2 separate regions of the Xenopus tropicalis genome follow, and region 2 is linked to region 1. The links are chromatin contacts, called in public Hi-C maps. All regions are on one chromosome and are shown on one strand. Each heading gives the region's core, a stretch centred on a gene start, on an enhancer-like site or on the middle of the called end of the contact. The rest is flanking DNA. Distances are from core to core; before and after follow the strand shown.

Region 1 (5,672 bases), core at 1,623-4,122:
TTTATTATTCCCCCCACCCCTACCTTTCCTTATATATATTCTTTGGATGCCATGCCATTCATAAGGCTCCCCCTAGGCAAGCTGTTAAATTTGAGAACTATGGCAGCTTTTATGGAAATATTCTACTCCCACAGTGCAGTCCAAATTCTCCAGATTTATCATAGCGGTAGTTAAATCATTTGCGCAGTTCTGGGCGGATTTTATTATGATGGCGCAACGCCTAACGAATTGTTCCGAAAATAATAATACAAATGTTACTTGGCAGTTGTATTGTACCGAATAGAGTTATTATTAATTGACGAGCATGAAGTTACTTATGGTTATAGTTCCCAACACTCTTAATACTTAAAAGGATGATACATAATTGTGTAGAAGCTTCATCCTTCCTTCACAGAAAGAAATAATAAGGTGATGTCGACAAAAAAGAAAGAATTCAAATTAACCCCAGACGAATATATTTTAGACCTTGCGGGCCAATATGCTCATTTTGTTGTTGTGGCAGAGAGCTCCGCTTTGTATGTATTTGGTGCTGCTGGTCACCTGTCACTGAGCTGCACACTGTGGGGACTGAGCATTGCGCTTTATGCGATCACATCTGTGGGAGATGCTTTTGTTACATTATTACAAATAAAAGCAACCGCTACAAAGTAATTTGATTTCTGGGAATTCTGTGGCGCTCAGTATATTTGTGTTTCAAATACAAAGTCGTTTCTTTCTGTCTCACTTTATAGTCTGGAATCTATAAATCTTGTTCTTGTGTCTTACAATGTACAGTCAAGGGATTGTATTTACTTAATCACTGCGCTGCACAGAACCGTTTGCGTAGAGAAAGCATTAGAGGCTATACAGTAATTAAACCCCTATATAAGCATTTCAGACATGAATTACAGGAGAATAGCCTAGGGCTGCCCAGACGGTAAGTCCTTTACGTGGAGACAGGGCTTCCATACCATTCACACCGAACACAAGGAACTGCCTGAGCTGTCTGTATAGAAATCCTACAGAAGCAGCGATCTAATGCTTGGTCTGTGTAGCAGCAAAGACTCTGCGATTGACAACTTTTCCGGCCCATTTATAATACACTATAAAACTATACTATACTATGCAACTATACTATACTATACAAAAATAAACATAAAAAATAAACATTTAATAAAATTAAAAGAATGGCTGAAGCCTGACTTCCATTAAGTTGTACCCCATTATTACCAATCTGGTTTGAAAGATCAGATTCAATGACATAGTACAGAATAGCGTAAAGTTACATTATTGGAATCATTACTCGCAAAGTAGTTGTAGCTATTTACAAACAAGTGGGATTTTGCCCTAGTGTTGCACAGTGTTGCACCAGGGGGTGAGAATCGCCCTCTCCTGCTTTGTGCTACATTAATATGGGCTGGCATACTGAATGCCAGTGTTTGCACCTGCTGGCACCTTCCTGGCACACAGGGCTACAGCCGGCATTGTATATGTTTGGGTATCCCATATCAGCATAGTTAGCCAGGGGCACTCAGCTCTGACTTCAGTACCAAGTTTACTGTACACAAAGCAAAATTGTGGGTTGAAATGTTTTCTATTTCAGATAACGATTTATCTCAAGTTCTCCCGGTTCAGAGAATGCAGTTTTACTTATTTCTTTGTTTTCACTGTATATAAAACACCTGCTCCTCTCCTTATCTGTAAACTTGCTGATGCCCATAACATGGTTTAAACTTGCAGCAACCTGCAGATTGTTCAAGTTAGTGAGCGCAAACCTAATGAATGTGTTCCCATCATCTTAGACTTTGCCCAGTAACTGACCGTGACTACCAGCAAATACATATTTCGTTAGAATTCGAAGCATATTATTCATACATGAGAAATACACAAATAAATAAGCGTGTCTATTAAGTAGAATAATAATACTTTTATGTGGGTGTGCTATGTAAATGTGTCCTACATGTAGACAATATTCCCACTTGCTGGCTTTGTTTTATTTTTTTTAGCAATGTTATTCTTGCTTGTGGTTTGGGTAGGAAAAAGGGTGGGGTCCTCTAACTATATCGAAACACTGAATTGAAAATGTTTAGTTGGCGAAATTGATCCGACTTATGACTGGTATTTACTCAGAATGGAAAGGTGACAGCCACACGATAGCGGTGTATTTTCTCCCTCTGACACAAATGTAAACGGTGCCCTAAATAATATGAAAATTTGCAAGTACCAAAATCCACCTTCCTGCCCCCTTGTCACGTTCCTGTTGCTTTATGGAAAGTATGAGTTATTGAAAAATCTGCATAAATACTAAAGAAGGTTTAATCATTACAATTCACTCCACTTACAATATATTTGTTCTATTCAAGTTAATGGCTTGGGTGATTTACAACGTTTAAAGAGAATTGCCTGTTGGGTGAGGTATGGCACCATAACTTTCCTCTGCTTGGGGTAAATCGGACTCACTTGATGAAACAAATGTTTCTTTTGTTCTTCTTTGTTGCCCCTGTTTTAATTTCTTTGTGCTCTTTATGGATTGCAATCTAGAGGCATATTTACAACATACAATTCCATCCTCGGGCTATTTATAACTGTGGGCGCATATTTTTTGCAAACAATGTCTGTAGATACAGGAGATAAAAAAGGGCTAACGGCGACTGTTGCTAATGTCAGCGCCCAAAATCACTGCTGCAAGGGCAGGAGGAGGGGCTTGTACTTGGCAGGGAAGGGCTTTCTCGACGTTAATGACCAATAAAACTTGTCCTGCCCTTTCAAGCAGCCAATCAGCGCGGAGAAACGCCAAACCCTCCGCTTATTCTGTAAGAGCGCTGTGAGTGCTGAGTGCCAGGGGCTATTAAAGCTCCCACACTGACTCCCTGCTAGAAACAGGCTAGTAACCAGCGGATTAGCAGCTCCATCTCTCTGCCGGGGGCACCAACCTGGATCCTAGGAACATTCTGACCCAGATCTGCACACAGCAGTGGAGGAAATATTCCACTTCTACTGGAGCCGCAACATCTGCTGATCGCTGTCAGTGAGCGCAACTTGCCCGGATCGGATCTGGCACCACCTGGCGCAGGTAAATTACAGTCCCTCACTGGGATCATGGGGCTAGTTGTGTATTGGGTGTTTGTATCGCTGCATGTTTGGGCTGTGTGTTTGCTGATGATCCCCAACAAGGAAAGAAAATACAAAATAAGTCTAAGTTCATGAGAATGAAGTGGTAGATCCTTCTGTAACTAGAAATGTTACCGTTCAGCGAGGCGGCGCTGCTGGCATGTGTGTGCTTTAGCTTAGTTGTATCAATGCACAGAGTTCACCAAACATATTTATTATTTTTATTATTTAATTCATATAACTAGGCGAATGTAACGCACATTCTGCGGTGATACCTCTACTTTAATTCTCCTTTCTCTCGGGGCTCTGTGTGTTTTTATAGTCACGCTTGGAGTTTGTTTATAGACAAATTGTATGTATTTGTATGGTGAAGTGAGGGACAGTGGGGCACAGCAAGAAATTGTCAGGGAGAGAAACTATACAGCTCCCTTGTAATAATATACCTAATAATAGATTAGATAGATAGATAGATAGATAGATAGATAGATAGATAGATAGATAGATAGATAGATAGATAGATAGATAGATACAGTAGATAGATAGATAGATAGATAGATAGATAGATAGATAGATAGATAGATAGATAGATACAGTAGATAGATAGATACAGTAGATAGAAAGATGATAGATAGATAGATAGATAGATAGATAGATGATAGATAGCTAGATAGATAAATAGATACAGTAGATAGATACAGTAGATAGATAGATACAGTAGATAGAAAGATGATTGATAGATAGATAGATAGATAGATAGATGATAGATGGATATAAAGCAGTGGGTGAGTGACTAGGTATGAAGATAATAATATAATGATCTGTGGGCAGAGAGATAGAAACATAACACTGATACTGAAACGCTTTTGGTTGCTCTGTCCATAGGTAAAGAGAGTAGAGCCGGGGAGCAGGACCTGCCTGGAGTCCGAGGGCAGCTGGAGATGTACGAGATGAAGGCACCTGCCCCGTCCTCTTCCTCCTCCAACCCTTCCTCTTCTCCTCTGTCCTCCTACTGTTCATCCTTGGCCGGGGACTCAGAGATAGACGTGGAGAGCCTGGAGCTGGAGGGAGATGGGCAGCCTGAGCTCTGCAGGGCAAGGCACCTCGATGAAGAAGATGAAGATGAGGAGGAGCAGGAAGGGGCTGATGGTGCCCCGGTCAGTAAAGGGGAGCAACAGAAGGCCAATGAAAAAGGAGGCGAGCAAAGGAAGCTGAGCAGGACCCCCAAATGTGCCAGATGCAGGAACCACGGGGTCGTGTCCTGTCTAAAGGGCCACAAACGATTCTGCCGCTGGAGGGACTGCCAGTGTGCTAACTGCCTGCTGGTGGTTGAGAGGCAACGTGTCATGGCTGCACAGGTGGCACTCAGGAGGCAGCAGGCCACAGAGGTGAGTGCCAAGGGACATATACACACAGTGTCACCTTCCTGTCTGGTGCCATCTCAGATCTGCCCAATATACATTACTGCAATGTAATCGCCTGTGGCTGTGATGTGTCAGGCTAAAATGCCTTCCGAAATAATATTATTGTTCTGCTGCATGTAGAGAATTAGGCATAATCTTACAGGCTCATTCTGGGGTAGTATCACTTACCTGCCTGTATCACTGAATGCAGGAACATGCCATTGCCTGGAAGTGCCATCATACCAGTTTATCTAGTACTTCTAGGTCGGTCCTCTTATCCAGAACACCCAAAAGGTGTTCTGAACGTCCAGTGGGCCTGGAGTAACAAACTTAATAGATGGATTTCTGAATTCACCTCATAGCACCAATACTTTGCATGACAAATGAATGGGTTACACATAATATATACGATAGCAATGTAACTGAATTATTAGAATTACTATGTAGTATGAATACTGTTATTTGTTGAAAATAGAAGTGGTAATAGTAAAATCAAAATAGCTTTAGCTTGGGCTAGTTTTTTTTTATCATATAAACAGATGAGCAACAAGAAACCGTTTGGCAGCTCCAACCTACCGGATTTACATTGTTTGGTTCTCTGCATTATTCCAGATGCCTGGGATCAAATGTACTCGCTTGTACTACCATACATTGGCTACAGCAGATGCCAGCAAGTGCCAGGCACATTGACTGGTTATTTATATTTCTATTGATTTTTACTCTCTTTGCTTCTTCCATACACGAACAGGATTTCCTCTTGGCAGGGTGCCCTTCTAACATACACACCCCTAAACTTTCATTCCTACTTTGCCAATATATTAATGTGCCCAACCGTTTATAATTTTGTAGAAACGAAATATTTAATATATATATAGAAATATATATATTTAAATAATTATTCCATTGCATAAAACATGCCTGCTTTTTTTTCAATATAAAATGTGAAATTTACATTTTCAATTAAACATCTAAAGAGATGAGGCAATTATTAACTATTAATTGCCTTTAGCTTTTTTTTTATCTGATTTTCCAAGTTTCTTGGGGTTCATGCTGCCCACCTGCCTCCACAGAAAACAGATATAATTGCGGGTATCTCTAGCAAATGGTCTCAGAACAGATTTCCTATGACTCTTTATACAAGATTGTTCTCGATGTTTTGCTGCACTTAAGAAATGCCATTTG
Region 2 (5,672 bases), core at 1,482-3,981, 140 kb before region 1:
TCTTCCCTTCGGGTGTAGCCAGAGTTTTCCTAATGAATATCCCCATCAGCCAGACCCTGAGCTAGCAGAGACTCCTATTGGTTTGGGGGATTTTTCCGGAGAGAAGGAAGTAGTACAGACCTGGACTGGCAATCTGTAAGCTCTGGCAAATGCCAGGGTGGCTGCCAGTGTTGGACTCCAAGCTATTTTTCATCCACTTCTTATTATTCAGATTTTCCTAGTTTATTTAGTCTTAGTTGCTTTGTTCCCATAGAAAAATAAGTAATTTCCATGAGTTAGGCCAAATGGCTAGAAGCAGGAGGCCCACTGACACCTGGGCCCACTTGGAAATTTCATGGTGTCCCTGTGGCCCAGTCTGACACTGGTGGTTGCTGTAAAAAGCCATGGATAGTCTCTATGTATTGGGCCTGTGGGGGGTTTTTTTGTGCTTCTGTGCTCTTGAAATGCCAGGGCCTATCATGAATCTCAGTCCTGACATGCAGAAGTCAAATAGGTACAACTTGGGATTTTTGCATCCTGTCTGCAGCACTCACTGAATCTGATCGTATAAATAGCTTAGCTGGTGGGTGAATGTGCTCAGTTCCCTTATTGGGTTCAACTGTGTATGTAGCCAATATATTGCTCCCCACCCCGGATGCACCAACCCCCAGATGCAAGTATATCGGTATTCATTCGGTTCCAAATTAAAGCGTATAATAAACAATATGAAACAATTCCACAAAGTTGATGCCAGTAATAGATTTATTATATGAAACCCCAGGCGCTCCTGGCACATCCGACTAAATGGGGATTTATATAGAGACATAAAGCTAGCTGCAGCCTGGCCTATATTCTCATATCTCCACATCTCTATGCTTCTAGTAGCGCGTTGGATACAGAGGTGCAGCAGGGAACTGGGGGCTGCAATATATATCACACTTTCCCTAAATTCCAGGGACAGTCCCTGTTCTTTCACTTGGTATAGAAAGTGACCAACTACATAACTGCATTTCAATGACTGTAGGACTGGACATTATTTTTCAATTTCTGCGGCATGGGATTTACAGAGTTAATATCATAAGCATAAATTTACTATCGAATCTGCACGTTGCCTTTTTACACCTCACTTCTTAATTCCAAGTTCAGGCCAGAGAGGGACGGACCCTGCTAAGGTAATTGGGAAGCCTGGGCGAAGATTCTTACTATAGACATTTGCCAGCAATCTTACAGCAATGGATGGAATACTATTCTCTGGGCACAGACAGTTTCTGCACTTGCTGCTGCCTGCTAAGGCACATTTAAACCATAAATAGTGAAGGGTGTGATGTATTTTCTTCGGCCTATAACAAGATCTGGTGCTAAGTTGGAAGAAAAGTTCCCACACTGCTTTCAAACTGACCGACTACTTCCCAATATATAAACAATTCATCATTGTAATTCTTTTAATATTGGCTTCGCCATTATTACTTGGATATATTTATTATAGCTAGATAATAGATAGATGATAGATAGATAGATAGATAGATAGATAGATAGATAGATAGATAGATAGATAGATAGATAGAGACAGACAGACAGACAGACAGACAGACAGACAGACAGACAGATAGATAGATAGATAGATAGATAGATCATAGATAAACCATAGATAGATGATAGATGATGATAGATAGATAGATAGATAGATAGATAGACAGAGACAGACAGACAGACAGACAGACAGACAGATAGATAGATAGATAGATAGACAGATCATAGATGATAGATAGATATAGATAGATAGATAGATAGACAGACAGACAGATAGATAGGTAGATAGATCATAGATGATAGATAGATGGATAGATAGATAGATAGATAGATAGATAGATAGACAGACAGACAGACAGACAGACAGACAGATAGATAGATAGATAGATAGATAGATAGATAGATGATAGATGATAGATAGATGATGATAGATAGATAGATAGATAGATAGATGGATAGATGATGATAGATAGATAGATAGATAGATAGATAGATAGATAGACAGATGATAAATAGATAGATGGATACATAGATGATTGATAGATGGATAGTTATAGATATATATAGAGAGATATAGATAGATCGTAACTACTTCCTTATATATAAACAATTCATAATTGTAATTTTTTTAATATTGGCTTCCCCATTACTACTGGGATATATTTTTTATAGATAGATAGGTAACTAGATAGATAGACAGGTTGATGGATAGATATAGATAGATATATATAGTTGCACATAGGACTGTTGGTCAGTATGAAAGTAGGCTGCTTCCATAATGGGACCTCAGTTCCCCAGAGACTCCCGGCCAGGCAGGGTACCTTCCCAACTGTGCTGTGAGTACTGACGAAAGGGGGCGGTACCGTTTAGTGGGCGGGGCAAGCCATGGGGTATTGGGAGGTGTTGAAGGGAAAGGAAGCTGCCTGCCATTCAGGGAGACTGAAGCAGAGACCGGGCACCTGCACTCAGATACAGAGGGGCACACACTGACCCCAGCTCCATCTCCCCGGCATGGCAGACCACAAGCACGCAATCCCCCCACACCTGCCATAGCCAATGCCCGCAAATCCTGCCCTTAAAGAGAAGGAAGAAGGGGCAGCGTGGCAGCCGCCCTGCCAGGAGACAGTGAGTGGCGGGAGGCACCGATCTGAATTGAACTCATTGTTGCAGCTACTTCGGAGCCAAAGTCCCAGCGCCCTTATGTAGGGAGGTTTGTGGGTGCTACCCGCTCACATACACCTGCACCCCAGAGCCATGAATGGTTACGGTTCTCCATACCTGTATATGGGGGGCCCAGTGTCTCAGCCCCGGGCCCCCCTGCAGAGGACCCCCAAATGTGCCCGCTGTAGGAATCACGGCGTCCTTTCCTGGCTGAAAGGGCACAAACGTTACTGTCGCTTTAAGGACTGTACCTGCGAGAAGTGCATCCTCATCATAGAGCGGCAGAGAGTGATGGCTGCCCAGGTGGCACTGCGGAGGCAACAGGCCAACGAGAGCTTGGAAAGCTTGATCCCAGACACACTCAGGGCAGTGCCGGGTCTGACTTCCAGCCTGGCCACAGACACAGCCCAGCAGCCTGGCCGCCCTGGAGAGATTGGCATCCGATGGGCACAGGAGGCTCCCCCTACCCTACCGCTCTCAGTGAAGGCAGGTGGGTATCACAGACAAATGACAGTGTGTATGGCATCTGCATGGGTATGCTTTCAAATCCAAATAGGCATCATCTTTAGTGCAATGGGTATAAAAGTAATGGTACCAAGGGGATGAAAGATTGTTTAATTACAGACTGGGTGGATCATTGCTGAGGGAATAGGGCATCAATTTAATGCAACCTGCTTCTTTCATAGAAACACGGGGCCATTCGATATTTGTATACAACTGAATGAATTTAATGACCTGGACAGGAATATTCAGTTTTCACTTTAACTGCCGACGTTATCAGCTGTCAAAGCAAACCCTTGCTTGTCATTAGCCTTACAACAGGACTCTCTGCGCATCAGGAAGTGGAAAAGGAAACTTAGCAACAAACCTTGCCTCTTCCCTTAGGGCTTATATAGGCAGTTTGGTTGGTAGCAAACATTTCTGTTGATTCGTGGTAGGGGTCGCCCGGTCCCGCCAAGTTCTCCTAAATGTGTTACTTTTATATTGCTTTTTATGCGATCAACACTGTACATAATGAAAAAAACTTTGAACAATAGTTTGTAAAAGGTTCCTCAGTACTGCCATGTTTGTTCAGCCAAATCACATTTCTGTGCATTTTTGTGGAAAGACACATAGATTGTACCCCTCGCACAGATAGGCAGGTGAAATAGGGCCACTAATCATAAACATATATGGCTGTCATATGTCTTATTCTTATATTAGGGTAAAGACACACTGGGCTACTAGTAGCAGCTACTTTTAAGGCTACTAAACTCCAGAAAATACCCTGCCATAGACAATAGTGAGAATTGTCTCTGCTAAAACACACGTAGAGACAATTATTAGTAATTGCATTGATCAGCAATGTCTTTTTTAGTAGCCACACAAGTGGCTGCTACTAGTAGCTCCGTGTGTCTTCACCCTTATACTGTGCTGTCAAATTCGCTTATGTAACGAAATAACAAATCTTACGAATCTTACGAAACTTACGATTCGTTATATTTAACAATTTTAAGAATGAAAAAATAAAAATATGCGGTTTACATAAGTTTCATCACCCAAAATGTAATATTGTATAGCGTCAGGTTTTGCTACAACTGCAGCTTTAAAGCTTTTGCTTTTTAGCCCATGCTTCAAGAGGAATTTTCTACATGTTTTTTTTTTTAATTAATACTACATATTCTTTGTTGGACTGAGATTAAGGCTATTACTGGGCCATTACAGTACAGTCACCTTTTTGATACTGAGCCTCTCCAGTATTACTTTGGGTTATGTTTGGAATTGCACTAGATGGGGCAAATTGCACTAGTGCTGTAACAATTTTCTTTTACTTTTCTTTTTGACTTGTAATGTAATGACTGATTGGTTGCCTTGGGGTACTTCACTTTTTAGCAGTCAAATATGTTTGCAGTATTTCCTTGTAATATTACTTTTAACAATAGATACATCTTGGTCTTGGTCCCATCTGACCACAAAATATATTCGTTCATGGCAACTGGGGAACTCACATGCTTTATGGCAAACATTAGATGAGTTTCTAATACTCTATTTTTAGTAATATCTTCTTTTATGCCACTTTTCTTTTATGCCATACAGGCCAGTGTTATGGTCGGCTAAAACCTACAGTGGAGTATTCTGTGTCAAAGCCCTGATGTTAATCCATTTGAGAATCTGTGCAATTATTTAAAAAAATTCAGATGGACAAGTATCCTTTCTCTAAACTGAACAAATTAAAGCAAATCTGGCTGGAAATACTGGCCAGAGTCAGGCCAAACATTGTGCAAAGCTGGTACATACCCTTAGAAACATAACAGCTGTTATTGCTACAGCAAAACATTGCCGAGAATTTGTACAAACAGAATATTATGGAAACAAAATATTACTGACTACTTAAACACAGTTTTCTTATTTTCTAACATAGAACAATGTCACGCTAAAATGAACTAAATCTAATTTTTGATTTTTGAATTCAGTAAAATAGAGGAGAGAATTGGCCAATGGTGTGAATACTTTTGTAATGCACTGAATATGTAGAAAATGACATAGTTATAGGCCAGGAATAACTTCGTATTCTGCAGAATAAGACGGAAGTAAAATCGCTCATACATATATTATTTTATATAGGAATAGTTTGTTTTTTTCCCTAAGTGAATAGTTAAGGCATAATAGCTAATGTCGAAAGTAGGAGTATATTAGTAATAATATATATTTAATAATAATATAACGCGAATTTAAGAACATCAGTGGCGAACAATAACACAATTATAATGTATACGTATTAACTGGGTACTAAATAACGGAATGCTGACAGAGAGCCACAGACAGTTTTAAACTTTATTTTTATTATTTATTTTTCAACAAGAATAACATTGATGCATATTGTCAGTGAACAACAGTGAATACAGTTATTATTCAGTGGACAGTACATTTGGGCAGGTATATTGCAGCCAAGTTACCAGCTTTTTACTTGCCAGGCTGCGGGGAATGGTCAGTTACCTGAGAGACTGAGAAGTGCTGGATCC

What was found. Hi-C and Micro-C count contacts between places; a contact is called where the count stands out from the background.
Region 2: a Hi-C map of neurula embryo shows a contact between it and region 1, with 3 times the contacts expected there. The contact joins the promoter of dmrt3 here to the promoter of dmrt2 in region 1. A contact is called at or near these places in 3 of 5 Hi-C or Micro-C datasets (gastrula embryo, neurula embryo and tailbud embryo).

What each region holds. Positions count from the first base shown.
Region 1 is chr1:128,545,729-128,551,400 of UCB_Xtro_10.0, reverse strand. dmrt2 (doublesex and mab-3 related transcription factor 2) reads left to right here and starts at 2,872. Exons shown (of 4, transcript NM_001100256.1): 1 at 2,872-3,052; 2 at 3,973-4,475. The coding sequence starts at 4,029.
Region 2 is chr1:128,687,705-128,693,376 of UCB_Xtro_10.0, reverse strand. dmrt3 (doublesex and mab-3 related transcription factor 3) reads left to right here and starts at 2,731. Exons shown (of 2, transcript NM_001256220.2): 1 at 2,731-3,160. The coding sequence starts at 2,764.